Regions from separate parts of the Sus scrofa genome. Here region 2 is linked to region 1. The links are chromatin contacts, called in public Hi-C maps. All regions are on one chromosome and are shown on one strand. Each heading gives the region's core, a stretch centred on a gene start, on an enhancer-like site or on the middle of the called end of the contact. The rest is flanking DNA. Distances are from core to core; before and after follow the strand shown. Region 1 holds the start of RASSF8 (ras association domain-containing protein 8). Region 2 holds the start of KRAS (GTPase KRas).

Evidence for each region. Hi-C and Micro-C count contacts between places; a contact is called where the count stands out from the background.
Region 2: a contact with region 1 is called in a Hi-C map of embryonic fibroblasts, with 3 times the contacts expected there. The contact joins the promoter of KRAS here to the promoter of RASSF8 in region 1. A contact is called at or near these places in 1 of 5 promoter capture datasets (fetal liver), 1 of 47 Hi-C or Micro-C datasets (embryonic fibroblasts) and 1 of 2 datasets of contacts at active chromatin or transcription factors (skeletal muscle).

The regions. Positions count from the first base shown.
Region 1 is chr5:47,842,494-47,848,993 of Sscrofa11.1, forward strand. It overlaps RASSF8 (ras association domain-containing protein 8), which reads right to left and starts at 4,977. Exons shown (of 6, transcript XM_005653134.3): 1 at 4,887-4,977. It overlaps LMNTD1 (lamin tail domain-containing protein 1), which reads left to right and starts at 5,806. Exons shown (of 18, transcript XR_002344073.1): 1 at 5,806-5,927.
Region 2 is chr5:48,504,410-48,510,298 of Sscrofa11.1, forward strand. KRAS (GTPase KRas) reads left to right here and starts at 4,365. Exons shown (of 5, transcript XM_003126427.5): 1 at 4,365-4,572.

The DNA of each region.
Region 1 (6,500 bases), core at 3,727-6,226:
GGAATGAGGGAACAACAGGAATGATTTCCTTGAGTGAAACAAAGGTGCAAAAAGCTTAAGAACCCTTTCCAGGTGAATTATTCACTTCTCCTTTGTGAGAGCACCTAGCCTAGAGCTTGGCATATAACAGAAGGTTAAAAATGTTTTAATCCTCCCTGCTCTGTGCTCCCAACCCAAGGGCATCAAGCTTCTGGCTGGCAAAAACTCAGGGTCCAAACCACAAAGAGGTATAATATTTTGGGGAAACCTAGAGGTTGAATGCAAAGAAATAAATCCTATAGTCAACTACAATCAACTCTCAAGTTCCCTGTATAATGAATGACCAACGAGATACAAAACTAGAAAAAAAAAAAAAATCTGGACTTACTATACTCTAAGGGTGTGAGGGAAAGTTCTAAGAGGAAACTAAAGTCCTAAATAACAAGTCAAAAGAAAATATGGGTGATTATGTAAGAAGTAAAGGCCAGAAACATTAAAAAAGACAAAATTACTTCAGCGTTACAGTGCATCAAACTAATATTTTATAAAGAGCAACCACATGACAAGAATACTCAAAGTGTTAAGCCTTCCATGGCAGTGGAAAGTCATGAGGATTTTGGGGGGGCTAAAAGAAGCAATGCTTTAGTGAAAGAGGGGAAAAAACTTTCAGACCTCTAGGTGGCTCCTATTTTTTTAGCAACTAACTCGCTACCTTAACTAAATGGCCAAGTGATAACTTGTTATTTATGCAGGTCACATAACAGCTGGTCAGCACTACACATCCTTAGGACTGTAACTCCTTTTTCTACTACAGTTTGCCCTCTGTCCTTTGGATTCTAGCACTGTGCAATCGACATGTTAATCTGAGGAACATGTTAGCATGTGACATGCAAAATGATATGACACGGTAAAATTTTTTTTCAGTAATCCTGTGATGAAAAAAAACATAATTCCTTTAATGATGTACTTAGAAAAAGGATTATCTACAACAGAAAAATCACAAGGGTAATGCTAATTAAAAGGTGTCTCAATTTATTCCTATGAATTTCCCACAAAGCCCCAATGTATTCATTTGCCCTGATAGCTGCAAAGGTTATTCTATGTTATACTTAAAACCAAAAGAAAGAACACAGGACAGCCAGGCTGGCCTTTGTGTTGGGAGAAGGAGATTTAACAGTGATAAAGAAGGCAATGTACAAATGCAGAACTCATATTACTACCTTATTCATTACAATAACAACTATTTATTGAGCATTTACTATATATCCCAGGCACTGGGTATATAGACTGGTGAATAAACCAGGCATGATTTATGCCTTCCAAGGGCAAGAGAAAAACATTATACAGGTAATACATAATTACAAATTGTGGTAAATGTTAAGAAGGAAAAGATAACTGCTATGAGGGAGGCAGCAAAGGGGTTCTAAGTTGCATGATGATAAGAGTGGCCTTCTCAGAGAAGACCATCAGAGGAGACTGAACTAGCACCCAAGGACGAGAACTTGTTCAAGAGGTAGTCCTGAACCAGAGCAGCAGCTGGAGCCCTTGAGGTGAGTCTGCTAGAGGGCTGGATGATGTGGCGGACAAGAGATGAAGATGGAGGACAGGGCCAAATCACACAGGGCTGTGCAGGCATGTTGAAGATTTTATATTTTTTTTCCCAAGAATAAGAGCTCTGAAGACTTTAAACAGCAAGTGACTTTTTTCTCTTTCTGGCTGCTGGTGGGAAGAGGGGCTGGAAGGTGGCACTGTGTGTGGAGAAGGTCTCTGCAGGGGCAAGGGGATGGTGGCTGGAACTAGGATGGGAACACAGTGCAGACTGAAAATCAGGTTTGAAAGAGAATTTTGCCAGAGAAGTAGACAGGACTTTGTGATAAACTAGTTGGGTGGGGATGTCAGAACAAGAAAGATAGTGGAAGATATTCCAGCCTTCTGGCCTGAGCCACTCAGACATATGAGATGAAAAACAGAGGAAGAACAGTTAGAAAGGTTGAGTAATCAGAGCTCAGTTCTGGAGAAGTAGGAGATGGTGCCATTTACTGGCTAATATGTGCCAGACACTATGTTAGGTGTTCTCCTTGTCACAGCATCGCTTTTTAGTAACAATATCCTCATTTTACAAAAAGCAACCATAGATCACAGAGGCTGAAGTAACATGGCCAAGCTCTCTCAGCTGGGAGTGAGACAAAGTCACACTTGCCACCTGAGTCTGGCTGGTTGGCTGTGGAGGATAAGCATTCTTTCCACTAAACAGAGTTCTTGGAAACTATTTCTACACTTTGGATTTTGAAATCTATTTAGGACTGGAGCAAGATATCATCCAAGGAGAGTAAACAGGTGATACATTATTTTTTAAATCCAAATCCTCAGAGTTATGATGCATAATGTTTTCCTATCCCACACCCATTCCCACTCCACTTCTACCTGCAAAGAGTTTTGCAATGTTGTGAACACTAGCCAGATACCTAGGACTTAGTGTTTTATAATAAATGAGCAAAGCCATGCCAGGAATCAAGCATAATGAAAAGAGCAACAATATCAACACCAAAGTATATTTTTCCTCTCAAGCCATTACATACATCAACATAAGACAGGATCAATTAGTAAGAAACTCTGAAAAACTCATCATTTCTCAAAATAACCAAGGCATTCAAATTAAAAATTAATGCAAGCCACCCAGTATAGAAGATACAAAAGCTAAGCATTGAGATTCACATTAACAAAAATGGACTAGGAGTTTGGGGTTAGTAGGTGGTTCAAACTATTACATTTGGAATGGACGGGCAATGAGGTCCTACTGTATAGCACAGGGAACTATGTCCGATGTCTTGGAACAGAACATGATGGGGGATGATATGAGAAAAAGAATATATATATACACACACACACACACACACACGTATATGTATGACTGGGTCGCTTTGCTACATAGCAGAAATTGAGACAACACTGTAAATCAACTATAATTTTTTTAAAAAGTAAAAAAAAAATGACACTTTAAAAATATTAGGCAAAAAGAAATCATACCACAACCTAATAGAATTTATTTTTTATGATTTTTTCCATTATAGTTGATTCTAATAGAATTTAAAATCTGCAATTGCCAAATATCTCGACCAAATGCCAAATTTAGGAAACATGCACCTTAAAAACAACTTAAACATTCCTCTTTTTACTGCTTTCCCTTGCAGCATGCTGACAGTTCAGCAAACTGAAATGCCTTTCCTCTCTGCAGAGTCCCATGATTTCCTCCCTCTCTGAGCTCTTTGATGCCCTCCTCAGCTATTGAAGCCTCGGAATCAGGCTTTATCAATGACCCTAGAAAGAATTCAATGCATTACTACCAAACGTGTCTATTATTGAGAGTATCAGCTAGAGACTCTTAAAAGGAGAGAAAATGAGGAAGGGGAGATTTTTGAAAGGATTTACCATCTACATTACAAATTATATTTATGTTGGGTCTTGATCCTTCAAAAGAACAATCATCAAGTTATGCTCAGTCTTCTTTAAGTGGGGTGTGGTCACATGTAATGTTTATAGTTTGGGGAGAGTTCCCCATGAGGATAAATAGAATTAAAAGTACAATTAATATGCCAGCTAAAAGATAAAACCTCACACAAGCCACCTTTCAAAATGACAGTGCTCAGTCCTGCCTCCTGGTTCCTGCCTCCACTCAGCACCTCTCCCTGCAGAGGGCTAGGTGGCATTCACTACCGCCTCACCCAGGCAAAGAAGAGGATGCTGATAATACATTAAGTCTTCCCATTTTTTCTGTTCTTTCGCACGAAAACCAACTCCTGGCAACCCAACGATGAAAGACTTAAGAGAAAAGAAAAAATTTTTAAAAAGACTACCTGGGGCCTCCTACCAGAATGGGTAGTTAATTCAACCGACAGAAAAATCGGAGATCGATACATATTTAAAGGTGCTTCCTGCGAACAAAACATATCTAATGAAGAACTGCTGAACCACATTATACTAGAAAATCCCTAAAATGTTGGTCCTCGCTGGCACCAGGCTGGAGGAATTTTTTCAACGCAATGCTTTGATGTACTGACAGGCTAACATCCCGGGTTGAAAACCAGCTATGAAACGTGCCCTGCATCTATTTCCCGTCTAAATGCCTAAAGATCTGACCCGCAATTATACCCAAAGCTTGCCCTGCACTGGATGCCATCTGATGCTGAGAAAGTAGTGGTTTAGCAACACCAGGCGGCTCTATTATGTTAAAATAACAACGCAACACTCGATTACGAACCCAGGTACTCGGCGCGTAAGCCCTGTGCCACACGAGGACCCACATTCAAAGCTCAGGGCCCTTCAGGTTCAATCTTTTTCAGCTTTCTGGGCCGTATCCTCTCTAAGTTTCCAGTTTGCAAGACGGAATTACTTTGAAAGTCTTCTGCACTCCCCTCCCCAGACGGGTTGGCGGCACGGGGGAATAGGGACGGAGGATGGTTAATCGTTCAAACATTTTAAAAACCGGTAAACCAATCATTTTTTTCAAAGGAGAAAATAAGCTTTCACCAAACCGCCGCTCGGCAAGCAAGCATCCGATTTCCATTTGGAGAGAAAAATATTAAAGAAGCCAGACGTACATTTCCCTTCCCAACAAAAGTGGCCTCTAAACTCCCCGGCCAAGGGCAATGGGAGGAAACAGACTGGGAACAAGCTCGTAGTCTCAGTCAGGCGCGCGTGTGCGGCGGGGAGAACGCGCAAAGGGGAGACAGCGGGGAAAAGGTGAACCGGAGGAAGCGGGAGCCCGCGGCGAGGGCAGATGGGGCGAAGAAACCAGAGGTGCGGAGAGAGGGGCGGGGAAGGGGGGAGCCCGGAGGCTCCAGGGGAAGGAGGGAGGGGTCCCGAAAGCTGCCCGGAGATCGCGGCCGCCGAGTAAAGTTAATACTTACTCAGTTTCGCAACTGCGCCGCCCCCGCAGGCCGCCTCGCGGGGCCCGCCGGAGCGCTGGGGACGCGGCGGCGCCCGGAGCCCGGCGGCCGCCCAGCGCCCGTCCCCGGCGGCGCAGCCCCGCGAGCCTCGCTCCCCTGCGCTACGCGGGCCGCGCGCCCCGCACCGGCGGGAGGCCCCGGCTCCCTGGTGCTCCCTGTCCGCTCACCTCCCGCCTGGCGCTAGGTGAGCGCGGACGCCTCGGGCGGGGGTACAGGGGTGGGCGAGCGCGCAGGCAGCCGCGGCGCAGCCGGCGGGAGCAGCCCCCAGAGCCGAGCCAGTGCGGGGGGCGAGCGGGCAGGCGAGGCTCGACGAGGAGCGGGACTCCGGGCGCTGTACGGGGCGGCAGGCGAGCGCAGGCGGCGGACTCGGCGGCTGGCTCGCTCCCGCGGCCGGTGCCTCTGGGCAAGGGGGCCGGGCCGGGGGCCGGGCCGGGCCGAGCGGCCAGGCGGCTCCGCCCCTTTGTCGGGCCGCGGGCTGAGCGCGCGAGAGCGGCGGCGCGGGGGCGCCCCCCTCGGCCGGGTGCTCGGGTTACAGCCGCCGCTCCCCGACTCCCCCGCCCTCTCCTCGCCGGTTCGCCGGCGCCGGGAGAGACCTTGTAACGGAACTGGGACGCCAGCGCTGCATTGTGGGAGCTTTTAAAGCGGCGGTGAGCGCTGCGAGGCCGCTCGGGCCCACGGTCCCCCGCTCCGCCGGGTCGGCGGAGGCCAGTGGACCTGAAAGCTAGAAACGGTGAGATGACCGGTACTTCACTGACGCTCACGGAGTAAAATCTTCCATAGCCCCGGGGTGAGACTTGCAAAACTGCCTTTCACTGTCACCCCAGCAAGGAGGAGGCTTTTTCCACAGACGCTTAAAAAAAAAAAAAAGAAAAGGCCCTTCCATCCCCTCAGGACTGGGTTTGAATTGCTTTTCATCTGGAGTGGCAATGATTCAGCGACCCCCTTCTCAGCAGCAGGCAATGACAGAGACAGGAGACGAAAAACACAGCGAGTGAATCAGACGTGAGTAACCAAGTTTAGAAAGAGCTGGGCTCAGATTCAGAAAACCGCTCCCCCCCCCCACCTCGCCCCCCGCGCAAATATAGCAAATAGTCAAGGAAAGCTGTGCTTTCTTATGGAAACGCAGATGTGTGTGTTGTTCTTGTTATTCACCTTTTTTTATGACATGCAGTACTCTAGTCACTGGACAACATCCAGTCTTTGGTCCAGACTTTTGCTCACACATGCCCACAACGCAAGAACAGCAATCAGTTTGGAGGAAGAGGGGCTGAGGAGATTCAAAGAAGCATTCCAGTTATAAGATGTCCCTTTTGATTCTCCAGACACTCGTTTTTGGGTTTCTGGTGTTGGGTGTTTTTGCTTTTTTTTTTTTTTTTTTTTTTTTTTTTTTTTTTTTTTTTTTAAATCAAGACAGGGATATTAAATTTGAAGCACAACTTGTTACCGCTTGTCCTATTCAGGGCTTGATTTGTTTGGAGTTTGGATTTGTAGGCCTTTGGTTTCTTCCTCTTGTTTTTTGACCTTAGTTATTGCACAGCTCTTTAGTTCCTCTACCTCAGAGGTGAACTGAGGAGA
Region 2 (5,889 bases), core at 3,115-5,614, 660 kb after region 1:
TGCGTGCCCTGAGTGGAGCCAAAAATCTAAAAAAAGGAAAAAAAAATATTCACAGAGGCCCTACTGTGTGCTAGAAGATATAGTTAGATGGAACAGGGACTTTGAGAAATTAACCTAGTGGAGAAAATAGATATGCCAAAAAGGAATACAAAGTCTAATGAAAATCAGTGTCCAAAGGAGGGTACATGCTGGGTAAATGAATGAAATAGCAGCTAATAGCGGTACAAATTTCACACATGAGAAAACAGACTGAGGGTCCATGAGAGCATCCATAGGTGGCTCCTCCTGCTTAACCTTCCTAACCCTGTGTCCTGCTGCTTGGCCACTACTGTCTGGACCCAGGATTTGCACCTAAATAAAGGCAATGGTCCCCGAGCAGACATAAAGAAGGCCAGCCACCAATCAGGTGGCCCATCTGGAAAACTGTGTCCCATAAAGTCCCTTTCTATTGAATAATGAATGACAGATGCATTCAGATCTTTCTCTCGGGATGTTTTAAACACTAGTCACAGGGACTGGTCACTAGAAACAGAGACAGCAGTAGAAGCTGAGGCTACATATGAGAAAAAATCAGGGGGACGCTATTCAGGAGGATGGCAACATTACTAGAGTAAGGGTGATAGATGTTTGTTAATGCGGGGCTGAGCCAGCACCAGCGCCTGTTGCTGGATCGCAAGAACTGCAGTTGATTCCTGGCAGGAACAGGAGTTCTGCTGATATGATATGGATTTCTAAAGTTTCTTTATTTCCTTTAAATAAACCCTCAGCATTTGCAGTGTTCTGAACATGTCCTGCCATTTTATATCCTGTAAAAGCCCAAATTAACCCAAGGGCATTCTTGTTGGTTTGGCTTTGATTATATCTGAGACGAGGGCATCCCTGGAAGGGAAGGGTCAGTTAAGGGTCATCATTAAGCAAGATCACAAGGATGTGTGCACGTGTGGACATGGCTACCTTCCCAGAAGAACAGAACAGTAGCGAGTAAAAACTTCAGTTACATCTTAGAACAAGTCTGAAAGCCCTGAATTTATACTTTTTGCCATTCCCTCTCTTTTCCCATCGTGATCACAGTGTGGGCCCGTGTGCTTGTCCATGAGATGGACACAGAAAGGGAGAGCCGGGCAGCCACCGGCCTTGAGGAAGAAAAACCCTCAAAGCTAGTGGAAAGTGCAATTGCCAAAAAGAGACGAATTTGAGTATCTAGACCAGAGTTTCTCAGTGTCCAGACTGCCAACCACCAGTTTGTTAAAAATGAAGATTTCTGGTTCACCTTAAATCAACTGAATGGAATATCTGGATGAGAGGCCTAGGAACTTGCATTTTTTAAAGTATGCCTGATGATTCAGAAATTGCTTTCCTTTGAGACTCACTGCTCTAAGTCAGGGAAAGAGTGTTGTGGAGGAGGCTGCTGGCTCTGAGAAAGCACCCAGGACCAGGAGGGGATGGGGAAAGGCTTACCATGCATATGTAAACATTAGCGTAGGTGTGAACAGGAAGGAGAAAGAAAGTGTGAGAGGTGAGGCAGGAGTGTAGGGTGCACAGAACACAGAGTGGGATGCTGAACTGCTCTGGAAATCCTGAGTCTAGATGGTAATTGAGACATGTGCATGAGATTAGGTTTCTGCTAATGCCAGAATCCTCATAGTCAGCACAGAAGTGCTATGTAAAGCTTTTCCCTCCTCTGTATTATAGTCCTTTTTAGATTTATGGAGCACCAACTACAGGGAGAGCATTGTATTAGCAGCTGTCTGAGAAAACAAGAGCTCATCATGTCCTTGAAGTTGGACAAAATAAATCTGTGATTTACATTTGAAGAGTGACTCCAAAGCAACATACAAATGAGCATAAATGAATTCCCTTAACAAAAACTCCTAGTGTCCATTATATGCAGACAAAATTTTCTAGACTCCATAGGGTGTCGTGGGTGAGTATCAGAAGATGTCATGGGTGAGTATAAAGGCAGATTTGGTGAAAACAGAGATTACAGAGTCTTTAAGGCATTCTGTGTAAGTAAGGATTTAGATTTACACAGTTCAGAAACAGGGTACATAACTTCATTCATTCAACATTCCATACATTCACTGAGTGCTTATTGTGTTTATAGCAGTAAGTAAAACAGACCCAAATCCTTGACCTCATGGAGCATATATTCTGGTGGGAGAGAGACAAGATAACAAAGTAAGTTATATGGTGTATTAGAAGGTGATAAGTGCTCTGGAGGAAAATAAAGCAGGAAGAGATAGGATTTGGGAGGAGAAGGGAGAGATGCACATCAAATGATCCATTGGGAAACTCATTAGAAGACACCTGAATAGAGATTTATAAGTGTGGAAGGAAGCTCTGTAGATATATAGTTTTTCCCAGATAAAGGGGCAACAAGTGCAAATTCCCTGGAGAAGCCTGCATGCATTTTCAAAGGTCAGCCTGGAACCAGCATGTATGCCTGGAAGTGAGGAAGATGGACTATAGGATGCAAGCTCAGACTGGAAAGAGGGTAGAGGATGTCAAATAACCGAAGGCTACATAGGGCCTGGAGAACATTTTTGCTTTTATGTTCAGCAGGATGGGAGCCACTATCAGTGGGGGAACAGAGGCATGAACACAATCTGACATGAAGGATTCTTCCTTTCAGTTGTGTCAATCTGGGCCCAATTTCTAGATTTGTTTCCTCTTCTGTAAAATATTTGACCTCATGAGACTGTTGTGATGATTAAATAAGACGATTTGTGCAAAACATTTAGCAATTACCAGACCAAGAGCGGCATTCTTTTCCCTTCCTGGTTTTCCACTTCTCTTCTGCCTCTTCCACCTGGTACCAGGTGTTAGGAGAGGGAGCCAGGAAGGAAACAGCCTTGCAGAGTACAGCCCACAGAAGGGGTAGGAAGAAAAGAGAGGCAGTTGGTATAAGGCCTAGGTTAACAGACATAATAGTAGGGATTTAAAATAACTGTTTTGGAGTTCCCATTGTGCCTCAGCAGGTTAAGAACCCAACTAGTATCCATGAGGATCCAGGTTTGATCCCTGACCCCGATTGAGGGATCTAGTGTTGCCCTGTGTTGCTCTGTAGGTGGCAGACACAGCTCTGATCTCTTGTTGCTGTGGCTGTGGTGTAGGCTGGCAGCTACAGCTGCGATTCTACCCCTAGCCTGGGAACTTCCATATGCCACAGGTTTGGCCCTAAAAAGACAACCCCCCACACCCCAAAAAAACACTTTTATTCATGTTTTATGATGTGGATTAGAGGGACAGAACTGCAGAGAGAGATTCAGATGGGTGGTCCTATTAGGTCTAGGTGCTGGTCTGCCAGGCCTCTGTCTTTAAAACTCTCCCAAACCTTTCTAGGTAGTATATCAACCTCTCAAACCTTTCTTGGTAGTTTATCAATGCAGACACTGGGCATACTAGCAGTTTTAATTGTTCCATTGTTTAATGTGTTAACTCCCTGAACGTTAACTTATTAATCTGTCTTCTAATTAATGTTTGAATGATTCTCCTCAGGTCTAGACTATTAAGGGCACTTCTATTTAAAAACAGTCTGTCTCCTGCTTGTGCCATCAGGGGCAATAGGTACCTCTGAGGTCGCCGTTTAGGGTGCCCCGTAATGGCTTCAGAAGGTTCATAAAGCGACAAAGATCAGACCCCCTCCCCTTAACAGTGATGAAAGGACGTGCTGCTTTGTTGGGACCTGGGGCTAGTACGTTCCTGGTCCCAGAGAGTGCAGAATGGTAATCTCCAAGGCGTGCTCGCACAGCCGGGGGCTGGGGAACTGGGGGCCCAGTCTCTCTCTAAGTCACCCACGTCGCCTCCCACTTTCGAATACTGCTTGTTTATTTACTTGCAGTAAATGATAGTGAATGAATGTGCCCAAGCGTAGGCCGACCCCAGGCGAGGTGGGATTTTCGCAGCTTCTCCGAGTGGACCCCACAGGGGCGCGGCAGGGGTCCCCGTGGCGTCTCCCGGGTGCGCGAGTCTTGAGTCCGCAGCTGCGGGCTATGAGCTGCGGCGGGAGCCTGGGGGCGGGCCCCGCGTGGGGCCACCAGTGCCCCCTCACGCGCGCCCGCTCGCCCGCCCAGGCGCCGCCCAGATCTCCCCACAACCTTGCTCCGCCGGCCGCGCGCAGCCACCCAGCACCGCCCCTGCCGCCCGCTTCTTCAGCGGGCCGGGCCCCCGCCCCACCTCCGCCAGCCGGGTCCGTCCCCTCCCCAGCCGGGCCCCGCCTCCTCCCTCTCCCCGGCGGCACTCTCTCTACCCTCTTTCCACACCGCCCTCAGCCGCTCCCTCCCCGCACGCCCGTCTGGAGAGGAATCGAGCGCCGAGAGCATCGATAGTTCTGCCCTCTGCGGCCGCCTGGCCCCGAACTCATCGGTGAGCTCGGAGCTCGATTTCCCTAGGCGGCGGCCGCGGCGGCGGAGGCACAGCGGCAGCGGCGGCGGTGGCGGCGGCGGCAGCGGTGGCGGCGGCTCGGCCAGTACTCCCGGCCCCCGCCATTTCGGACTGGGAGCTAGCGCGGCGCAGGCACTGAAGGCGGCGGCGGGGGCCAAAGGCTCGGCGGCTCCCAGGTGCGGGAGAGAGGTACGGAGCGGACCACCCCTCCTGGCCCCTGCCGGGGTCCCGACCCTCCTCGCCGGCGCCGGGCGGGGCCGGCGGCGAGTGAATGAATTAGGGGTCCCGGGAGGGGCGGGGAGGGGGCTCGGGCGCGGGGCCCTGGCGGGCGGGCCGGCAGGGTGGGGGGGTCTGCAGGGGGAGGCGCGGGGACGCGGCGACGCGGGGAATGAGGAATGGGCGGTGCGGGGCTGAGGAGGGTGAGGCTGGAGGCGGCCGCTGCTGGTGCTGCTTCCTGGACGGGGAACCCCTTCCTTCCTCCTCCCCGAGAGCCGCGGCTGGAGGCGGCCGGGGAGAAACTCGCGGGCCGGGCGGGCTGCCCCTCGGGGCGGTCGGGTGCGGTGGAGGTTACTCCCGCTGCGCTCCGGCCTCCCCTCCCCCTCGTCGTCCTTCCCTCTCTGTCTCTCCCTTCGCTCCCGCACCTCTTCCTCCCTTCCCAGCACTCGGCTGCTTCGGTTACTGCCTTCTCTGCTGCATCTAGCATCTCTCGGACGGAGGTATAAACTTCTCCCTCGAGCGCAGACTGGATGGCTAGTGGCCCCTTTCCGTGTGTAGGGGGATATGGGAGTAATAGGGGAGGTCACGTTTTGGAAGCGCAAAGAAAAGTGCTTAGAGACCACTGTTTGAGGTTATTGTGTTTGGAAAAATGCATCTGCAGCTGAGTTCCTGACTGCTCCCCTCCCCCATGTATGGGCTGTGACATTGCTGTGGCCACAAAGGAGGAGGTGGAGGTAGTGATGGTGGTGGAAGAACAGGTGGCCAACACCCTACAACGTAAAGCTTGTGACTTAGTGAAAACGAAAAAGTTAATCCCAGAAGGTCTATTTGCTTTGTCAAGTTAAAACACACGCAGAAAACCCGCAAAGCAGAAGCAGGGCTTTTTCTTTACTAGTGGAGTGTAGACAGCGATAGCTAAAATCGTACCTGAAGTTTAATTTGCCCGTTGTTGTCCTTTCCCCCATCTCTTCTGGATTACCTCATGCTTATAAATTTGATCCGCATCTCAGGAGTTATTACAGCCCTCCAAAACAGCACTCACAATTTTTTTTTTTAACAAGAGGAGTTAATTGTAGCAATCTGCCAGCTAACTGTCTGAAATACTTATAGACATGTGCATGATAGTTGAAGTCCTAAACTAGCTTTCTCAAACCTTGATATGGTCAAAACAAGGAGTCAAGAACAGAAAGTTATTTTCTAATTTTTACACAATGTATGTTACATCTGTAATGGAAAAACATCATTAAAAAAGAAATTGCAAAGGGAAAAAGTCTGTTCGCAATCATCATC